Linked DNA regions of Sus scrofa: all the other regions are linked to region 3. The links are chromatin contacts, called in public Hi-C and promoter capture Hi-C maps. All regions are on one chromosome and are shown on one strand. The core of a region is the stretch at or near the end of the contact, and the rest is flanking DNA. Distances in the headings are between cores, read along the strand shown.

Evidence for each region. Promoter capture Hi-C pulls out the DNA fragments that hold promoters and counts their contacts. Hi-C and Micro-C count contacts between places; a contact is called where the count stands out from the background.
Region 1: a contact with region 3 is called in a Hi-C map of liver, with 5 times the contacts expected there. The contact joins the enhancer-like site here to the promoter of S1PR3 in region 3. A contact is called at or near these places in 1 of 5 promoter capture datasets (liver) and 31 of 47 Hi-C or Micro-C datasets (adipocytes, adipose tissue, alveolar macrophages and 18 more).
Region 2: a contact with region 3 is called in a promoter capture Hi-C map of liver, with 4 times the contacts expected there. The contact joins the promoter of SPIN1 here to the promoter of S1PR3 in region 3. A contact is called at or near these places in 2 of 5 promoter capture datasets (fetal skeletal muscle and liver) and 1 of 47 Hi-C or Micro-C datasets (embryonic fibroblasts).

What each region holds. Positions count from the first base shown.
Region 1 is chr14:392,616-396,062 of Sscrofa11.1, reverse strand. No RefSeq gene overlaps it. Among named protein-coding and RNA genes, the nearest start is that of NXNL2, 46 kb to the right of the region's middle. Within about 2 kb of position 2,107, at least 3 of the 83 cell types and tissues checked have an H3K27ac peak or open chromatin away from gene starts, as enhancers often do. A contact at or near this core is called in fetal liver and liver, where this site is marked.
Region 2 is chr14:225,279-228,549 of Sscrofa11.1, reverse strand. It overlaps SPIN1 (spindlin 1), which reads right to left and starts at 1,331. Exons shown (of 6, transcript NM_001195370.1): 1 at 1,293-1,331. LOC110256681 (proline-rich protein HaeIII subfamily 1-like) reads left to right here. Exons shown (of 3, transcript XM_021072957.1): 2 at 445-638; 3 at 862-1,644. The coding sequence ends at 1,644.
Region 3 is chr14:657,890-661,046 of Sscrofa11.1, reverse strand. It overlaps S1PR3 (sphingosine 1-phosphate receptor 3), which reads right to left and starts at 1,733. Exons shown (of 2, transcript XM_001925270.6): 1 at 1,442-1,733.

The DNA of each region.
Region 1 (3,447 bases), core at 858-3,357, 270 kb after region 3:
GGCTAAGGGTCCAATAGGAGTTATAGCCACCAGTCTACACCAGAGCCACAGCAATGCGGGATTCAAGCCACGTCTGCAACTACACTACAGCTGGGAACACTGGATCCTTAACTCATTGAATGAGGCCAGGGATCGAACTTGCATTCTCACGGATGCTAGCTAGTTGGGTTCGCTAACCACTGAGAACTGTTCATGACGGGAACTCCAGAAAACACAGTTTTTATTAAATTATAGCTGATTTATAATGTTGTGCCAATTTCTTCTGTACAGCAAAGTGACTCAGTTATATATATATATATATATATATATATATATATATATATATATATATATATATACACATATACATTCTTTTGTATATCCTTTTCCATCCTGGTCTATCCCAGGAAATTGGATATGGTTCCCTGTGCTCTACAGTAGGACTTTGTTGTTTATCCTTTCCAAATGTGATAGTTCGCATCTACTAACCTCAAACTCCCAATCCATTCCTCCTCCTCCGCAATCCCCCTTTGCAACAAGTCTATTCTCCACGTTTGTGGGTTTGTTTATGTTCTGAGAATAAGTTCATTTGTGCCATATTTTAGATTCCACATATAAGTGATATCTGTCTTTCTCTTCATGACTTACTTCACTTAGTATGAAACTCTCTAGTTGCATCCATATTGCTGTGAATGGCATTATTTAATTCTTTTTTCTGGCTGAGTAATATTCCATTGTGTATATGTACCCCATGTTCTTAATCCATTCATCTGTTGATGGACATTTAGGAAAATACCACTTTTTTTTTTGCTGACCATTCAGATAACTGTCATCTCCCCAAATTTATCTTTTGTTAGCCTGGGCCACACCAGCATGAAGGTAAAACAAGATCACGTAGAGCAAAGTGCAGAATCTCTCTGGCTTAAGTTCAGCTCTCCAGACCCTGATGTTTGCCTCCAGGGAAAACAGAGGATCAAGGACTCCATGACTCAGAATTCAGTGTTCTCACATTCCCATGCACAAAATCCACATCTCCTCCAGGTCAGAGTCAGGTCAAACTTTTTGTTTTTGTTTTTTGGTTTTGGGTTTGTTTGTTTTTTGTTTTTTGTTTTTTTGTTTTTTGGTTTTTTTTGCCTCTTAGAGCCACACCCACAGCTTATGGAAGTTCCCAGGCTAGGGGTCGAATAGGAGCTGCAGCTGCTGGCCTACACCACAGCCACAGCAACACAGGATCCAAGTTATGTCTGCAATCTACACCATAGCTTATGGCAATGCTGGATCTCCGACCCACTGAATGAGGCCAGGGATCGAACCCACTTCCTCATGGATACTAGTCAGATTTGTTTCTGCTGCACCACAACGGGAACTTCCATGCCAAACTTTAGAGATATTCCCCTTATGGGAACTCAGTAAAAGTTGAACATTAACCGCTTGGTGAAAGGTCACTTCAAAGAGGATTCATGATGTTTGGACAGCACCTAAAATGTGCACAGTGCATTAAAGCCCAAGTAAAGATATGCATTTGTGCTACCCCAGGTTTAACTCTAGGGTTGGAAAGATCTATTTATTGAACACAAATTTCTCTCCCGAAGTTGAGTTTGGATTTCACACACTCTTCCAAAGCTCAAAATGAGCCTGCACTGACTCGGCCTTGCTGCCCCCAGCTTCATGCTACACCTCCAGGCTGAGTGAAGGGTGGTTTCAACAGAAGTTAATTTGTCTGCTGGTTCTATTTACATTCCATCCCTATCCCCTGGGTTACTCTGAAAAACTACTAGATCCCCATGTGTAAGCACCACATAAAGAACATTCCAACCTTTATCCATGGAAATTTTAGAGATGGAATGTGTAGGTAAGCCATTTTTGCTTATTTCTAACGGATCTGGGGAACCTAACATTCAGATGACGGGGTCTCCCATGCGCTGTCACCTCTCCACATCTCCTCTTGACACACCATATTCACCTCCATGAGGTCAGGCAATAGCCATCAGTTACTGTCTTTCCTTCTATTTCAGAAACTCATGCTTTGTGCAAGCTGGGAAAACTGCTGCCTTCTAAGAGCATGGGTGAGTCAGCTCTCTGCCTCCCTCATCAACTGCCTGTTCCCAGATGAGACACCCTGTTTTGGCTCAGGGCCGAGGTCATGGGTATCAGAAGGAGGGGAGAGGCAGGCAAACATCAAACATACAACCCTGCTAGGGAATTACCAAAACTGAGGACATGGAGATAAAGCAGGGATGGTTTTGTCTTTAAAACTATTGACTAAAGATTTCCACTATGTTATTACCTTGAACTTTGATGAGCATTTTCCAAAAATGAGCTTAAAGAGTTATCTTTCAGAGTTCCTGTCGTGGCACAGTGGTTAACGAATCCGACTAGGAACCATGAGGTTGCGGGTTCGGTCCCTGGCCTTGCTCAGTGTGTTAAGGATCTGGCGTTGCCGTGAGCTGTGGTGTAGGTTGCAGACGCGGCTCGGATCCCGTGTTGCTGTGGCTCTGGCGTAGGCCGGTGACTACAGCTCCGATTTGACCCCTAGCCTTGGAACCTCCATATGCTGTGGGAGCGGCCCAAAGAAATAGCAAAAAAAAAAAAAAAAAAAAAAAAAAGAGTTATCTTTCTATTTTACAGTGAGAATTGTAGCATATTTTAGGCACTAAAATCATTTTCTTCTTCATAGAAATGTGTCTACATTCATCGTGTGCCTGTCCTAACTTTATAAACATCCCTCATGCTAATCCTCACCAAGTCTCAGATGAGGAGACAAAGGCACACATAGGTGAGGGGTTTGCCCAAGTCCCATCACTAGGGATTGGTGTCTAAGCCCAGAATTTCATCTCTTGGCTACCCTGCCTCTAAATAACTAGTGGTTTTCATACTGGCCCCCAGGCCAGCAACATCAGCATTGCCTCGGAACTTGATATAGAGGAAAAATCTCAGGTCCCAACCCATCTTACTGAATCAGAAATGCTGGAGGTTGGGCCCAGAATCTGTGTTTGAAAAGCTCATCAATTGATTCCGCTGCAACTAACCTTTGAGAGTTATTGAACTACGACTTTGGAATGAAATTTTTCTATTACTGTGCGTTTCAGGGGAATTCTTGAACAAATATCAGAAGAGAGTTACTAGAGTCCTTTCCAGGAACAAGTTAATAAACAGCTTCCCTTTCTAAGGTAGTATGTGCAATGTTCAGAACTCTAAAAAAAGATACATATTTATAAGCATTGTAATGAGAAATGTACTCACTCTGTGTAAACAATATTTCCCCGAAGTATAAAAAAAATCTGTTGTGGTTCAGCAGTAAAAAATTTGACTCGTATCCATGAGGAAGCGGGTTCAATCCCTGGCCCCACTCACTGGGTTAAAGATCTGGCATTGCCAGGAGCTGTGGTATAGGTCGCAGACATGGCTCAGATCCTGAGTTGCTGTGGCTGAAGCATAGACTGGCAGCTGCAGCTCCACTTCAACCCC
Region 2 (3,271 bases), core at 82-2,581, 430 kb after region 3:
ATTCCAATCCAACTTACATAGGTATTCGCATTTCCTTAGGTATGTCGTCTTCTACACAAGTCACGTTACATAGTGTAATCCTTTAATACTTAAATGTATCCTGTGTTGCTTATTGATCTACAGCAAATCCATATTTGTTAATTCAACATGCACGGAAAACCCTCTCCAAAACCAAGAACCCCAATCCACAAATCATAAAAAGCAAATAAGCATAAAGCAACCGCGTAAACAGATTTGGGGTGTCTATTTTGGGGCATTTATTGCTGAGGCCATCACTAAAATCAAATCTGGTAAAGTCGAGGACGCATCCACAATTGGAGAGGCTAACAGAGGCAAAGGAAAGGCACTGCGCAGTTTCCGCGCCGTGCAATTAATCTCAGCAAATGCTTGCGGAATGCGCTCAAGGTCACTCGTGATGAAAAAGAAAAGTGTCCGTGTGTGCAGAAAACCCCGTAGTCCGCCCGTCCCGCGCAGAGCTTCCCCGGGGCGTGCGAACCGGCCGCCAAGGGAAAGAGGGAAATGAGGTGGGGGGATGTTATGGGAGCCCCGAAAAAACCACCTTCTCCGCCAAGCCCATCGCTGCAGGACCCCGGGCAGCCGCCGGAGAGGCCAAGCCGTCGTTAGGTACACAGGCTTGGGTGGGAGAGCAGCGTCAGTGCTCAGGGGTCCCGATCCTGGAGAACCCCCTCCTCTTCCTAGGGTCCCGTCCAGCGCCCTCCTAACACGGGGGGACCAGTCCCCTCCCCCCACCTTCTTCCCACCTTCCACCCCAGCCCCTCCCCACGCCCCAAAGGTCCGTTCCCCTCCCCCCCACATCCCTCCAGCCAACCCCGGGGTCCTGTCCCCCCTCCCCCACACCAGGGGGACTCCTACTCCACCCCCTCAAGCCCCGAGGGTCCCATTCCTTCCTCCCCCGCCCAGCCCGGGTTATGCAACACTCACCCCGCCCCGCCCCCCCGCTGGCGCCTGCCGCATCGCCCCCCCACGCCACGGGCCCTGCCACCTCGCGCCCCCCGCCCGCGTGAGCTCCGAGGCCTCTGGAACAAAGCGCGCGGGGCCGATCGGCCGGGCCGGGGGCGGCGGCCATGTTGGCGGGGGCGGCGAACAAAGGCGCGCGGCCCGAGCCTGAGGCCCCCGCCCGCGGCCCGGCCGGCAGGGGGCGCTGTGCAGGCGCCGCCCGCCGCCCGGACAATGCGCCGGGGCCCGCTGCTCCCCGGGCGCCACCGCCCCTCGGCGGGCCCCGCCCGCGGCCCCCTTGCGGCGTCCGCTCCCCAGCGGCGCACGGGCCTCACCTGCCGGCCACCTAGGCCGCCGTCCGCAGCCCGCGGGCCCCACTGTCCCGAGCCGCGCTCCCGCCCCGGCCCGACCGAGCCAGACGGCGCCGCCCCGCCCCCGCTCCGCTCCGCGGCCGCCGCCGCCCGCCCCCGGCCGCAAGGCGCACGCGCACTGCGCCCGCCGACTGCACCGGCCGCGCCGCCCGGCCCTGGCCCGACGGGCCACAGCGCGCAGGCGCTGCAGTCAGTGGGCGGGGCCTTGAGGTGGTGGGCGGGGCATGACGGCGGGATAGGGCGGGGCCTGGCGATGAGACAAGACTTGACGCGGCTCACCTGGCTGCGAGAAGGGACCGAATGGGGCAGGGCCTGAAGGTGGGGAGGGGCCTGGCGCCACACACCTGGCTGCCGGACTTAGCGAAGCAGGGCCTGGCTCCGGGGTGGGATCTGCCGGCCGGGAGGGCCAGGCGCGACTCCCACCTTGGGAGCGGGGCCTGGCAGCATGGCCGAGCTAGGCCCCAGGTACGCGCAGGGAGGGACGGCGTTCAGGACTCTGAGCCCCGGCAGCCGGGGCGGCGCAGGTCGCACTGGAAGTCTGGCATCCTTAGAAGTTTCGTTTTCGCGTGATGGGAGGATCAAATCCCTTGATCACGCCGTGATTGTCTCCCCACGTCTTGTCAAGTCGACCTGCGTCTCGCATGCCGCACGGGTGGAAGAAGCCGGATACAGTAACAGGGCCATCCACCAGCTGAGCCATGGTCGCCGAGATGCAGCGCTGTACAGCTCTCTGTGCTCCTCACCGCACCATCGAACCTGGACTCTGACGTTGCTCATTCACCTGCCCTACCTGGCGGGGGAAGGTGAGCGCTGCAAGCACTTGACCCCGCACTCCCTACTCGTGCTGCGCCCCGCCACTAACAGGTGAACTTCCCAGCTTTCCGCGGAAGTCAGGAGCCAGGCATTTCCACGGTCACTCTAGAACTTGTTTGACTTCTGTTTCACCCAAGAAGATGCCCTTTGAGTGTCAGGTTGGTTGTTTGCGGGAGGACAGGGAGAGGAAGAGTCCAGAACAGTTTTGATTCCTGCGAAGTTGACTGCGGTACCTGGAGGCTGAATCCCCAGTCTGAACCCCTTACCCTCCCACCCCAGCCTGGAGGTCTCCTCTCCCTCGTCATTCCACCCAACTCTCTCCCGGCCCTCTCCCCTCCCCGACTAGCCCGCGCTCAACCCCCGGCCCCCCCCCCCCAGCCCGGAGTCCTCCGGCACAGCTCTGGGCGGACGTGGTTCCTCGAGTGCGAAAGGGCAGCCACTTCCTAATAAACCACCTCCCCGAATGTTGTCAGGTCGAATGACAGATGTATTATTGGAAAGCGCTCTGTACACTCTAACCTACAGCGTAATTGTCAGTACGCAATGCTCTTTGGGATTTTACTGGCACCTTTTCTCCCAAATAAGATTGATACGTGCCTGTTCAAACAATTAAAATGTTCATCTCAGATGACACACTTGGCAGGAGCTGGAAGTTCACAGGCCAACTAGAGGACCAGTTTAGATACAGATATACAAAATTGTGTCACCCTGCTTAACAGTTAGGAAGTGCTGGAAATTGTTTTTTTTTTCATTCGTGTTCAACATTTATGACAAAAACAGTAGTGGAACACTTCAGAAAGAGATTGAAAGGAGGCAGGTGCCAAGAAGTCGACTAGTTGGAGCACTTCATTGGCATTCACTGGCTTTCTCCACCTGGCCACTATTGACATTTGGGGCTAGATAATTCTTTTTTAATGGGTATGTTTGGCAGCATCCCTGGCCTCCACCCTCTAGATGCTAGTAGCACACCCCCTCCCCCAATATGACAACCAAAAATGTCTCCAGACAAAGCCGGATATGTTGTCCTATCCCCTCTCTCAACAGAGAACCTCCCTTTTTAAAATTTTGCCTCTAATGAGGGTCACTGAGTTTTCAACAGTGCACAGGCCAGAGAGGTCAGCCAGTCCTAT
Region 3 (3,157 bases), core at 484-2,983:
CAAATGTAAAGAGGAAAGCAGAATTTTCAGAGATGAAAGTCAGTTGAGCCATCATTTTCTCTATATCGTCTTGAGGGCTGCCTTTGAGTTTTGGATCCCTGGTGGCAAGCGACAAGAGCGCCTGAACTAACCAGTGCATACTGAATGTCTGCTGACTGAGAAAACCCACTGTGTGGTTCTACTAGGGCAACGGAATTATTCATAGCGGCATAGAGCTCTGCATCAATGAAGTGAAAAACTGTACAAATTTGGACAGTTTCACAACTCCTTGAGTATCACACACTCACACACGCACCACACACACACACACACACCCACACCCAGAACCGCTACCTACACCAGCAGCAGGCAGGGCCATTCTTGTTATGCATACACCCACAGAGCATAATCCTGCCCTTCTTCTTTCTAGGAATTACATTTTTCTTACCATGCATGCCTGCAAGATTTTCATTAATGAAGAAATGAATGTCGACAAGATAAATTATGAACCCGTGATTATATACAGTATCTGCAACGTCTAATGTCCAGACTTAAAAGACGCCTACGTCTGGAAGTACCCAGGGCTCCAGGCTGGGGTCCGGTACTATGATGGTGGACCTCCCATTCTTCAAACAGTCTTCCAGAAGAGCTAGACTCTGTTAACGCTGCTACCCTTTCTTCATCCTCAAAGCAAAGCGTGTTCCCTTTAAAAACCCAGCGAGACAAAAAAACAAAAACAAAAACAAAAAAAACAAACTAACAAGATGTCCCTCTCTTACACTGAAATGTAAAAACACCACAAAGCAATATGTCCTTGGGAGTGTCCAAAGTCAGAGAGAGACAGTGAGAGGGAGAGAGAACCATCTGGAGACTGGGGGGTTAAAAGTGGCAAAGTTAGCATGTTCCTGCATCAGGCCAAAGAAAAACCAGTCCTGCCCCTTCCCCAGGCTTTATCTCAGTCATGCATGTAACATACTGATCTCTCCTGGCAACCTCACTACTGCATCCTAGGAACTTTATCTTCCAGCCCCGGATTCTGACAGCCCTGATTGCCTTGTTCAAGAAATAGAAGGAAAACTAGAATTGCTTGGAGGACAAAATAGAATGAGTTCCCCAAGAGAAAAACCACACACACACACTTTCAGAGTCCCCAGGTCCTCATCCTGGGAGGACACCTAATTTTTTAATTGTCCCAAGAAAACGACTGCTGGAACTTCCCCGTGAAGAGTCACTTCTCTTTCATTCGGCTCATTAAGATGCAGCTAGATCTCTATGCTCCACTGTCCCTGCCTCAGCTCAGACACCAGGATGGATGACCTGGGGGAGGGGTGATGCTGATGTGGAGGGTTCCTCAGTCCCGGTCACTGTCGCGCCGAGGATTGGCTGGAATTTTATAAGAAAGGTGGGAACGGCTGGCCCTACCCACCCCGGGTGCCCCGGGCCCTCGGCCCCGCCAGCTCACCTCGGTCCGAGAAAGGCTCTTGGGCCACCGGCATCCTGGCACCCTTCCTCCGCTCAGATGCTAGCTGGGCTGGGACGCCGGGGTAAGTCTTGGGGTTCGGGGATGGGGGGCAACGTTTCCGGGCCGGAGAGTCTCTCGCTCGAATTCGTCCTGCCACCGCGCTTGGCGCCGGGTTCCTCCCACACCGGCTTCCTCAAGCCTCTGCCCCCGCCTGGCTGGGAGCAAACTTTTCCAGCCGCCCGCCGGGGCGGGGCCGCGCTCAGCTTTCCAGTCCCGCCGTCCTGCCGCCCCCGCCTCGGCAGCCCCGCCGCCCCTCCCCCGCGGCCCCGCTCCCGGGACCCCACCTCCCCGCGCCCCGCCCACCTCCCGGGCCCACAAGGCCATCTCCCCGCCCCCATCACCCTTCCTCCCGGCACCCGCCTCCGCATCTTCCCGCCACGTAAACCCACACCTCCTTTTGCCTCCCGCGGTTTCGCCCCCATCTTCCGACCCACCGCCCTCGCCTCTCTCACTTCTCAGTCCCCTGCCACCCTCAGACCCGTTCCCTCAGCGCCTTGCCCCTATCTCCCCGTCCCTGACCCCAGCCTCACCCTGTATCCCACCCTCCCGCATCCCGCACCTGCCCTCACCTCCAGACCCCTTCCTCCGGCCCCCGGATTTCTGCTCCAGTCTCTCTGCCTCCCAGTCAAGCACCTGGCGCGTCCTGGACCTTCTCTCACCGCCTCCCGCTTCCCGCCCCCCACTCCGTAGTCCTCCTGGGCTTGGCTCACCCCTCCGCCTCGGCCCCAGAACGGGCTCCAGACCCTGTGCCGCTCTGACGAGCTCCGGACTGCCGACCCCCGGGTCCCAGCTGTGTGGGTCCAAACCGGGTCTGGGGCCGGGCTTGGTCCGGGCGCACCGAGCTCGAGGGTTTGGCAGATTATTGTTATTATCGTGATCATCACCCTTGTCACCATCACAATCATTTTTGTTTGAAATAGACCTACCACCGACTTGAGGGGTGACATCAGGCAACATCTGGTGTGGACCTCGCGCCTGGAACCACCCTCCCTCCTTGAGCCTCTTGGCAGAGGCCACTCCTGGGAGCACACTCGCTCCGAATCCCTAGACCCACACCGGGACAAGAGCTCCTGGACCTGCAGCGGCAGATCTCAGCGATTCGCTCCTTTAGTGTGGCTAAATGAAGGCATCTCGCAAAGCGCCTCTGAAAGAAGAATCCCCAGGGAGAGGAGTACCGAATAGATTGGACAGGGAAAGGGAAGGCCCTGAGTGAGCGATCGCTGCAACCAACCTTGAAGCTTTCAGGGAGAAGGAGAAAGAAAAAAAGAGAGAGAGAGAGGAAGAAAGAGAGGAGTAGGAAAAGGAGAGAGGCAAGAAGAAGGCACCAGGGGACCTTCTTGCCAAAGCAAGACTACGCATTCCTGGGCAGACCGGATTGCGGCCCAGGGGGTCCTGGAGCAAGTTGGGGAATCTTAGGGAAAGTCTTCCTCGGAAGAGCCCCAAGCATCCTTCCCCTGGAGCCAGGAGCGAATGCTTATTAGGGGGTGGGATTGAGGCCTGAAGGGCAAGTTGCCAGGGCTTCTGCTGTCTTCTCAGTTGTTCCCCACTGGGAAAGCCAAGCCCTGGAGAAAAAGTTGTTTTGGGAGAGGGGTGGGGTGGCAGCTGCAGAGCTCTGGCTGGCTGTTTGGGCTCAGTGGAGGGCTGCTGCTGTCATGT